Linked DNA regions of Xenopus laevis: region 1 is linked to region 2. Evidence: chromatin contacts called from public Hi-C data. All regions are on one chromosome and are shown on one strand. The core of a region is the stretch at or near the end of the contact, and the rest is flanking DNA. Distances in the headings are between cores, read along the strand shown. Region 1 holds the start of commd1.L (copper metabolism domain containing 1 L homeolog). Region 2 holds the start of LOC108716591.

What was found. A called contact is a pair of places that touch in the nucleus more often than the background predicts.
Region 1: a contact with region 2 is called in a Hi-C map of the XL177 cell line, with 4 times the contacts expected there. The contact joins the promoter of commd1.L here to the promoter of LOC108716591 in region 2. A contact is called at or near these places in 2 of 4 Hi-C or Micro-C datasets (the XL177 cell line and animal cap).

What each region holds. Positions count from the first base shown.
Region 1 is chr5L:32,269,062-32,274,170 of Xenopus_laevis_v10.1, reverse strand. commd1.L (copper metabolism domain containing 1 L homeolog) reads left to right here and starts at 2,638. Exons shown (of 4, transcript NM_001095984.1): 1 at 2,638-2,788; 2 at 2,893-3,193. The coding sequence starts at 3,020.
Region 2 is chr5L:32,071,640-32,076,870 of Xenopus_laevis_v10.1, reverse strand. LOC108716591 reads left to right here and starts at 2,728. Exons shown (of 11, transcript XM_018262835.2): 1 at 2,728-2,805.

The DNA.
Region 1 (5,109 bases), core at 1,389-3,888, 200 kb before region 2:
TTGCTAATTCTAAGCAACTTTTGAATTGGTCTTCATTATTTAATTTTTTATATTTTTTTAATTATTTGCCTTCTTCTTCTGACACTCTCCAGCTTTCACAAGGGGTTTACTGACCCTATCTAAAAACAAATGCTCTGTAAGGCTACACATTTTTTGTTATTGCTACTTTTTATTACTCCTCTTTCTATTCGGGCCCTCTCCTGCTAATTTTCCAGTCTCTTATTCAAATCAATTCATGATTGCTATGGTAATTTGGAACCTAGCAACCAAACTGCTGACATTGCAAACAGGAGAGGTGCTGAATAAAAAGCTAAAGAACTTAAAAACTACAAATAATAAAAAATGTAAACCAATTGCAAATTGTCTCAGAATATCACTCTCTATAGCAGGGGTCCCCAACCTTTTTCTTTTTTTTTTTTTTTACCAGTGAGCTACATTAAAAAATAAAAAGAGTTGGGGTGGGGAGCAACACAGGCATGCAAAAAGTTCCCCAGGTGCCAAATAAAGGCTGTGATTGGCTATTTGATGGCCCCTGTGTTGACTGGCAACCTACAGGAGGTTTTGTTTGGCAGTACACCTGGTTTCTATGCAACTAAAACTTGTCTCCAAGCCAGGAATTAAAAAAATAAGCTCCTGCTTTGAGGCCACTGGGAGCAACAACATCCAAAGGGTTGATGAGCAACATGTTACTTGCGATCCAATGGGGACCACTGCTCTGTATCATACTAACCCAAATGTGAACAACCCCTTTAAAAAACAAATGCTCTGTAAGGCTACACATATTCTGTTATTTTTACTTTTTATTACTCATCTTTCTATGCAGATCCTCTCCTATTCATGTTGCAGTCTCTTATTCAAATCAATGCATGGTCTTATTCAAATCAATGCATGGTTGCTAGGGAAATTTGGACCCTAGCAACCAGACTGCTAATGTCGCAAACTGGAGAACTGCTAAATAAAAAGCTAAATAACACAAAAAAACGCAAATACTGAAAACCAAATGCAAATTATTTCAGAATATCGAGATCGAAAAGTGGCAAAACCCTTTAATTCCACCTGGCCTACCTAGTTTCCTATTTGATCAAATTGGGACAAGAGTCTCTGAGGGCCCCAGGCACTGTTTATATAGTGAATAAAGTACCCCCTCTTGTAAAATATAAGGATATTATAAGTTACCGAGGAGTTTCATGACCATATAAAAACACGAGGCCGAAGGCCGAGTGTTTTTATAAAGGTCATGGAACTCCGAGGTAACTTCTAATATCCTCATATTTTGCAACTGGGGGTACTTTATTTATTATAATACACACGTTTCAGTGAGTCATGTGACAGAAATGACATCAGAACTCACCGTTTATAACTGATGACATCAGAACTCACCGCTTATAAGAATATAATTTACAAGATATTCATGGCTTTTGTGTATTATAACCAGGATAAGGTATTTTCTTAGTTCTCTGCAGTGTTGCCAAGTTGGAAGTTTTCCATCCAAATAGAGCTACTGATTTAAAGCCCAGGCTGGTTTTGAAAGTACAAACTAGCCAAGGTACGGATCTGGGCTACTTTTTAGGCCTTTGGCTGGTTTGTACTTTGGAAACCAGCCAAAGTTTTTTCTTGCCCTTATTTGCCAAGCCTACGTCTCCCAGACCCAGTGCATGTAAGGTAATATAGTTTTTGTGTAACAATTTCCCCACTGCCAAGTTAAATGTAAGACTACAATACCCAGCATGCAATGGGACTGTTTTGTGTAGAAGTCAGGAGTTACCAGATTTTGGGCTTTGTACCTCAGTCTCCCATCCCATTCTCACATTTTCCAATGACTTTCCTCAATTTCAGACAATTTTAGATCAAAAATCTTCTGGCCACCAAAATATATATATATAGGTTGACCCGTTTCACCAATATTTATTATTTGAAATGGTATATGTATTAGGGCCTATGGGACCCCTATACCTCCTGGGCCTGCTCTGTGATGGGCTAATCCATACCTCCAAACATTTTGGAAGTAAAAAGAGGGACAAAATTTTTTTCCTGCATGTAGCAATTTTTTGACCACATCCCTTTCTGTGGCCACATGTAGCAATTTTTTGACCACACCCCTTTCTGTGGCCACACCCCCTAATTACCATGTTTGTTTTACAAAATTTGGCAGGTCATGAAAGTTTGAAAATATTTCTCCTTATAAAAAACTGTATTTATGTGTCTCAAAATTGTTACAAAGTATCTTATTTGCACCTGTTAGCTGTTCTGGGCTCTCTGCTAAAAGCCAATTAAGTGAGAAACTTTTTCTTTTTCTGGCTGTTCAGTGCAGAGAAAAGAGGGACAAATCCAGGACAAATGAGGGACTGCGTGGTTGAGCTGTCAAAAGAGGGACTGTCCCTCCGAAAAAGGGACAGTTGGGAGGTATGAATCTGTCCCATTTTACTTCATGGAAAAAATTAGAATTTTCACACATATTCATTTATTTTGTATTACTTTTTTTCACTGCACATCTATGTCTTTTATTCCCTCTCTTACAAAATGCAAGAGGTAGAATCTCTGTGACAAAGCAACTCAGTCCCTGCGTTTAAACGCAGTCTTGACTCCAGTCTCGCGTGATGAGAGTTTACGGTATCGCGATTTTCTGTGGGAGAGGAGGAGAAAGCTTTCAGGTGACAGTAGAGGTCTGAAACTAGCGGCTGTGTTTGTTTAGTTAAAGCGAGACTGTTGGGCACTTGGATTAGTAGGCGAAGTTTGAACTTCCTCCAAGTTTATTTAATCCCCATACGGCTCTACCGGGACGAAAACTGTGAGTAAACTAGTAGTAGTAGCAGCAGCAGCAGCAGAAGAGGCTGTGTAGGGTCAAGATATCATCTGTTACTTTAAAGTGTGTATTCTTTATTTTATTGTCAGGTTTATTTTTTTCTCAGAGCTAATTGGGAATGTACGGCGGAATTTTGCAGAACAGCCAATCACGACGTCCGTAGTGTCACGTGAGAACTATTTTTCTTTTGGGTCACGTGAAAGGTAGGAGCTGACCATGGCAGATGCAGAGGGCGCCAAGCGTTTGACAGGACTGCTGAATGGCATCGCTCAGAGTAGTTACTATGGCAACGCAGACATCACCGAGGAGTTGTTGAAGAGTGAGCTGTACCCTAATTTACCGGCAGACCAGTTCAGGGCCTTGCTGGAGAAAATGAGAGGTCTTCTTAAGGTAATGCTTTGCTCTCATTGAGCTGGGGGAGGGGAGTATCCAGCTATTAATGTTCATTATCATCCATATTGATAACACTTTTCTGTAACAATGTTATATACTAAATTCTATCAGAATCTACTTTGCAGGAGGTATAGGGGCCCCACAAGGCCCTCATTTATATACCAAATTCAGTAAATATTGGTAAAAGGGTTAAACCATTAGACCTTTGGGTGGTGCCCAGTAATATGTTGTAAGGCTATTGCATGTTGGAATTACTGGGTTTCACCAATATCTTAAAAGAGATACAAACCCCATATTAAAAAAACCCTACCCCACATAGACCCCCGGCCACACCCCCCCCCCCCAGCCTACCCCTGGCAAATGCCCCTGACTTTTTACTTACCCCTCGTGCAGATTCAGGGATCGGAGTTCACAGCAGCCATCTTCCGGGTCTTCGGTAATCTGACAACGAGACCGGTGTGGCTGCGAATGCGCAGTTGGAGCAATTTCCCAGCATGCGACAATTGCGCATGTGCCAACATTGACGGTAATTGCTGAAACGCCTGAAGAAGACACAAAGACCCAGAAGATGGCTGCCGTGAACTCGATCCCTGAATCTGCACCGAGGGGTAAGTAAAAAGTTAGGGGCCTTTGCCCTGGGTAGCAGCTTTTTTCTGTATTTTTTTAGGGCATTGATCCGCTTTTTTTTAATCATTCTTTTTATATTCCAATCTTTTAATAACTTTAATGGCTTTCATGGTTTTAGAGAAATTGAGTTTGTCGTTTTAAAAAGCGGCAATACCACTAAAATTCAACCTTTATTATGGGCCTTTATGACTTTTTCACCAACATCATAAATAGTTTAGGTGGCCATACACTGGGCTACTTTTCAATGCATTGTCTTCCAATCCATCTGCAGGCCAAACCGAGGGATACTGTATAGTTGGTCATACACGCAGTTGGCCAAATACTATTGTACCATATGGGCTGAGCTTTGGCTCCTTTTACTTGTGTTTTTATAGTACCAGGCTCCTACCTACAAGATGCATCAGCAGATTTCATTATCGGGTTGAACATATCAATTTGACCCAAGAAGATTGCAGGTGTCTTCTTTTGAAACTGACCCTTAGCTGTTATTGTAAATTACACTGTTTACATTGCAAATAAGTCACTATACCATGTAAAATTCTATTCTTCAACCAAGAAATGTATATTTTTTATTTGTGGTATTGGTGTAGAGGGAGCCATTTCAGTGCATTGAGCCTGATTCTGAGCTTCAAGAAGTAGTCAGCACTTCAGGAAGGGACTGCTGTTTTTTTTCCTACTCATTGTACTTCAGTACGACCCCGGTCATGCAATAGTAAAGCGGTTCCTGCTTGGGTGCTATCTCGTGTCTACTACTAGGTTGGCTAGGGAGCACTTAGCTTTGCAAAAGATTTCTGACTTCATTTTGATCTCTACAATGCTAAAATATTCCTTCAGGAAACCTGATTTTTTGCCATGCCATGGTAAGGGGCTCTGGGATGTCATGAATCATTGGCTCTCGGTGTATTTATTGTATATGGGGCTAAAGTTCCCACTACCCTTCATTGTATAATGTATTTAGAATCTGGAGTTATTCTTTATAGAAGCTAGTGTATCAATATTTACATGTGCGTACTGTGTGTGTGTGTGTGTGTGTATATATATCTATATCTATATCTATCTCCTTTACTGTGCAGGCTAATTAAGGCTAACGTTACATGGGTCAGTTTTTCCATAGTGTATTTTAGCTGGCAGGGAAATGCCTGAAGCCACCCTTAATTATTTGGAGGCAGTACTGGCAGTTTTACCTGTTCACCCACTTGCCAAAATTCAGGACAGTAGCAGCAGCAGTGCTGTTAGCCCATGTAGGCAGTATCCATTCAGGCAGTTAAAGGGGACCCGTCACCAAA
Region 2 (5,231 bases), core at 1,479-3,978:
ATCTATCCTTACCAGTTTGCCACATGCTTGAAAAGGGTTGTTCACCTTTAAATTAACTTTTAGTATACTGTAGAGAGTGATATTCTGAGACATTTTGCAATTGGTTTTCATTTTTTATTATTCGTGGTTTTTGAGTAATTTAGCTTTTCATTCAGCAGCTCTCCAGTTTGCAAATTCAGCAATCTGGTTGCTAGGGTCCAAATTACCCTAGCAACCATGCATTATTTTAGATGCAGTCAGTGAACTCCATTTGAAAGCTGGAAAGAGTCAGAAGAAGAAGGCAAATAATTAAATAAAAAAAATTAAGGCCAAATGAAAATGAACGCTTAGAACTGGTCATTCCTTCAAGGATATAAATAGGAGTAATACACTGAAATAAATTCTGCAATCCGAATTCCTGCTCCTGTGGCCTTTTTTCATCAGTCACACCGGTGAAATATTAACCTGAAACTGCACTTGCTGCCAATCAATGACTCTGATGGAAACTGCCAGACGCTTTAGAAAATGTGCATTCTCATACATTTTCAGGCTGGAATCTGTCCAGTGTGTGCAGTGCAATTAAGCTTCATACATAGGCCACAGACTATTGCCCTTCTGCTCCTATCTTCTACCTTATGTGCCTTGTTTGCACACACATGGAGGAGATTTCGGGGCTTTGCTGGAGTATGAATTTTGGAAATTCACTTCATGTGTCTTTACCTGGGCAGAGACTCATGCTGCGATTCAGGAAAGAAGAGGAGATTTGTCGCCGGGCGACTAATTTCCCCCAAACTTCCTCCCCTGCCTTCCCGTCGGCTAGAATGAAAATAACCGGCGGGATGGCACTCGGAGCTCTTCGTTTTCCGAAGTCACCCAAACTTTCCTCATGAGGCGATTCTTATTATAGCCGGTGGGAGGGCAGGGGAGGCATTTCGTGGGAGATTAGTTGCCCCGAAGAAAAGGAGATTTGTCGCCAGGCGACTAATCTCCCCATATCGCAGCGTGTGCCTGTAGTCTGTAGCAAAGTCAATCACTAAAATTACCGCATGTGCATCAGTGTATTATGTTTCGTGATTTCATTTATACAGTTATTTCATTCCATTTTTTCCACTTCAGCCGTTAATGACTCATGAACCACACAAACTAGTAAACATTTCCGTTAGAAGTAATTGCAACACCTGTTCAAGGGAACGCCAGGCAACATATACAGTATGCATCCCAAACAAGCTGCACTGAAAGCAGGGCCACCTATGACAATTGTCAAGAAAACTTGGCTGCAGTACATTCAATTATAAAAATAGCAAAATTGCAGCGTGCTGTAATCTGAACGTTTCCCATGTGACTCAGCACAAAGGCTATGCTGGGACAGATCCCCAACATTAGTCCAGTCAGATCATTAGTTTCTTTTTTTGGTTTACATTAAACAAAATAATCACAAGCTCCTTTTCATTTATACCGTTAAAGGGGTTCTTCGCCTTTAAGTTAACGCAAATTTTTTTATAGAATAGCTCTTTCTAAGCAACTTTTCAATTGGTCTGCAGTTTTTTAAATAGTTTTTAATTACTGATGGGGTCACTGACCCCATCTAAAAAGCAAATGCTCTGTAAGGCTACACATTTATTGTTATTGCTACTTTTTATTACTCACCTTTCTATTTATGCCCTTTCCTATTCATATTCCTGTGTCTTCAAATCAGTGCCTGGTTGCTAGGGTAACTTGGACCCTAGCAATCACATTGCGGAAACTGCAAACTGGAGAGCTGCTGAATATAAAGCTTAATAACTCAAAACCCACAAATAATAAAAAATGAAAACCAGCTGCAAATTGTCTCACAATATCACGTGTTACATCATATAAAAAGTTCATGTAAAGATGAACAAAACTCTTTCATGAGAGGGGTGTTTTGCAAGCGGCATATGTATAAAGAAGAATAACGTCTGTGTGCATTTTTAAAATTTGAATTATTTAACCATCTAAAGATATAATTGCAGAGCGTGCAATTGCATGTAATGTTTCTTAAAAACGTGTCGTTAGGGAGACACCTGGAGGCACATTTACTAAGGGTCTAAGTAAATTTTTCGAATTTAAAAACTTCGAATTTCAAACTAATTTTTGGGTACTTCAACCATCGAATAGGCCTAAATTCGACTTTGACTTCGACTATTCGAAGTAAAAAAGTTTGACTTTGAAAATCGAAGTACTGTCTCTTTAAAAAAAGTTCGACTTCGACACTTCGCCACCTTAAACCTGCCGAATTGCTATGTTAGCCTATGGGGACCTCCTAGAACCTAGAAGTTTTTAGAAGTCGAAGTAAAATCGTTCTATCGATCGATTAAATCATTAGATTCGAAGGATTTCATCGTACGATCGAGCGATTTTACTTTGACAGAATATGGCCAAACTCGATAAAAAAAACTTCGACTTCGAATATCGAAGTAATGCCATTCGCTGGTCGAATTTCGAAAGTTTTTTACACTTCGAAATTCGACCCTTGATAAGTCTGCCTCCTGGTGTCTGCAATAAGAACAGCGATAACATTTATTAAAGAGAATATTATCTGTCACTTCTGTATAATATAGAAATACTGACTGATACAGGAGGATCCTGCTCCTTAGAGCTTACAGTCTAAAAGATATGATATGTGTGTGAGAAGGGCATTACAGTCTACATGCAGATGCCATTACAAAGCCTGCACACAGTGCCCCTTTAAGTTGTCCACACAGTTTGATTTGCATAAATTACCTTTTCTGCTAAAACTGCAGAGATCTGCCAAGGTTCAAGTGTGTGTTCTCCTGCTACTGATTTCTTGCATTCCATGTTTCATTGGTAACTATTTTCTGATTTGATATTGTCTGGCTTCTAATCAGTTCACATATCTAGTGCATGGCTGCTCGGAAGCTGTGCAGTCAGCAGTATGCATCTCATTACTCAGCAGCCATGCAGCATGTGCAATTGATACAACTGCCAGTTTTAAAGTGATGAGTGTACAAAACCACCAAGCTGTGTCATACTATAGGAACTTGGTGAGTTGTTTGGATAATTCCAGTTCATATGTATTGCAGATTACAGATCCATATAATGGATTTATATTCCTATACCGCTATGTGGATTCCAAGTTTGATTTCAGTAACTCTTCTGAATTTAAATTCTCATTTAACTCACATGCACACACATTTAAACCTGGAGTTGACATCAGGGGCACACAAAACATTATGCAGTACTTTAAAGGGGTGCTTCACCTTCAAGTTTACTTTTAGTATGTTATATAACCCCTAATTCTAAGCAACATTTCAATTTGTCTGTATTATTTATCTTTTATAGTTTTTGAATGATTTGCCTTCTTCTTCTGACTCTGTCCAGCTTTCAAATGGGGGTCATTGACCCCATTTAAAAAACAAATGCTCTGTAAGGCTGCACATTTATTTTTATTGCTAATTTTTATTACTCATCTTTCTATTCAGGTCCTCTCCTATTCATATTCCTGTCTCTTCTTCAGATCAATGCATGGTTGCTAGGGTAATAAGGACCCTAGCAGCCAGATTGCTGACATTCCAAACTGGAGAGCTGCTGAATAAAAAGGCAAATAATAAAAAATGAAAAACAATTGCAAATTATCTCAAAATATCACTCTCTACACCACTTTAATTCTGCCCCCTTCCCTTATATTCCATTAAAGCGGATTTAGTATAGAGAATTATATTCTGAGACAATTTGCAATTGATCTTAATTGTTTTAATTAATTTAGCTTTATTTCCAGCAGCTCTCCAGTTGGGAATTTCAGAAGCTATTTGGTTGTTAGGGTGCACATTACTCTAGCAACCAAGCAATGGTTTGAATAAGAGACTTGAATATGAACAGGAGAGGGCCTGATTAGAATAGATTTGTATCCTTACATAGCATTTCTATTTTAGATGTTGGGGTCAGTGACCCCCATTCGAATGCTGGAAGACTATAAAAAGGAAAACAAATGAAGGCTAATTGAAAAGTTGCTCAGAATTAGCCAATCTGCTTGTTTCTGTGCGTATTTTATCATGTGAAAACACAGATTCTGCATGTGTGTTATTGTGCCTCTGAATGGGAGCTTGGTTACCTGTGGTTGTTGCCCACATATTTTGGGTGTCGCCCTGATTTAACCCCCTGTCGCCTGGTCATCCACAGCAACAAGTGCAGTTCATTAAGTAAGGCTAAACTGGTGATGGGTACATTATATAAACTTCTACATTTGTCCTAATTTGCTCTGATGAAGCAAGAAGAATGGATCAAACAAACAAAGTCCTTTCAAGTTCACTGTTCTACATTAACATAGAAAAAATCTACATCTTAATATTTTTTACATTTAAAGAAAAGACAGAATGTCCAACCAGAGCAGTATTTGTTGATTTCAGGTCATTTGGTTGGGAAAAGACATAAAGCAGCCTTTAGACTGAAACAAATGTGGGTGGGATTTTAAAGGATTAAAATGTGAATGTTTCTGTTTTTTATTTTTCAACAAAATGAGAGCATACGAATTCTGTTAGGGCTCTTACTGATGAGCAGTTGAAGCTGCGCTCCCCTGCATTTCGTTTTTCTGCGGTTAGCCGCAGGGGAGCGCAGAAATAGACACATTTAGCTTTTTTCAATGGGGCTGTACTTACACAGGCGCGTGTAGGCGACGAACGCAGGAAAAATGCAGCATGTTGCGTCTCAACCTGCGTTCAGCACCTACACGCGCCTGTGTGAGTACAGCCCCATTGAAAAAAGCTAAATGTGTCTTTCTGCGCTCCCCTGCGGCTGAACGCAGAAAAACGGAACACAGGGGAGCGCAGCTTCAACCGCTCGTCAGTAAGAGACCTTACTGTGTCAGAAGCTGCTGTAACAAGCAAGTAGCAATTAACGCCTTCTGAAGTCACATACAATGTTGCCAATGCTGCAGCCTCAGCGTAACCTCCAGATAACCAGTTCAGCTCATGAGCACATTTAAGTATATTAAAACATAACCTTTAATTTAAAATACTTAAAAAATATATACGCTGCCCTATTACACAAGATTCACTACAAACAGCCCTTGTGAGTAGTGTTGGACCATATCCATAAAAATACACAAAATTAAAAACACTTAGGGGCAGATTTATCAAGGGTCGAATTTCGAAGTACAAAAAACTTCGAAATTTGACCATCGAATTAAAAAACTTTGAATTCGAATATCGAATTCAAAGTTTTTTCAGCAAATTTGCCAATCCTGCGATCGAATAAAAATCGTTCGATCAAACAAT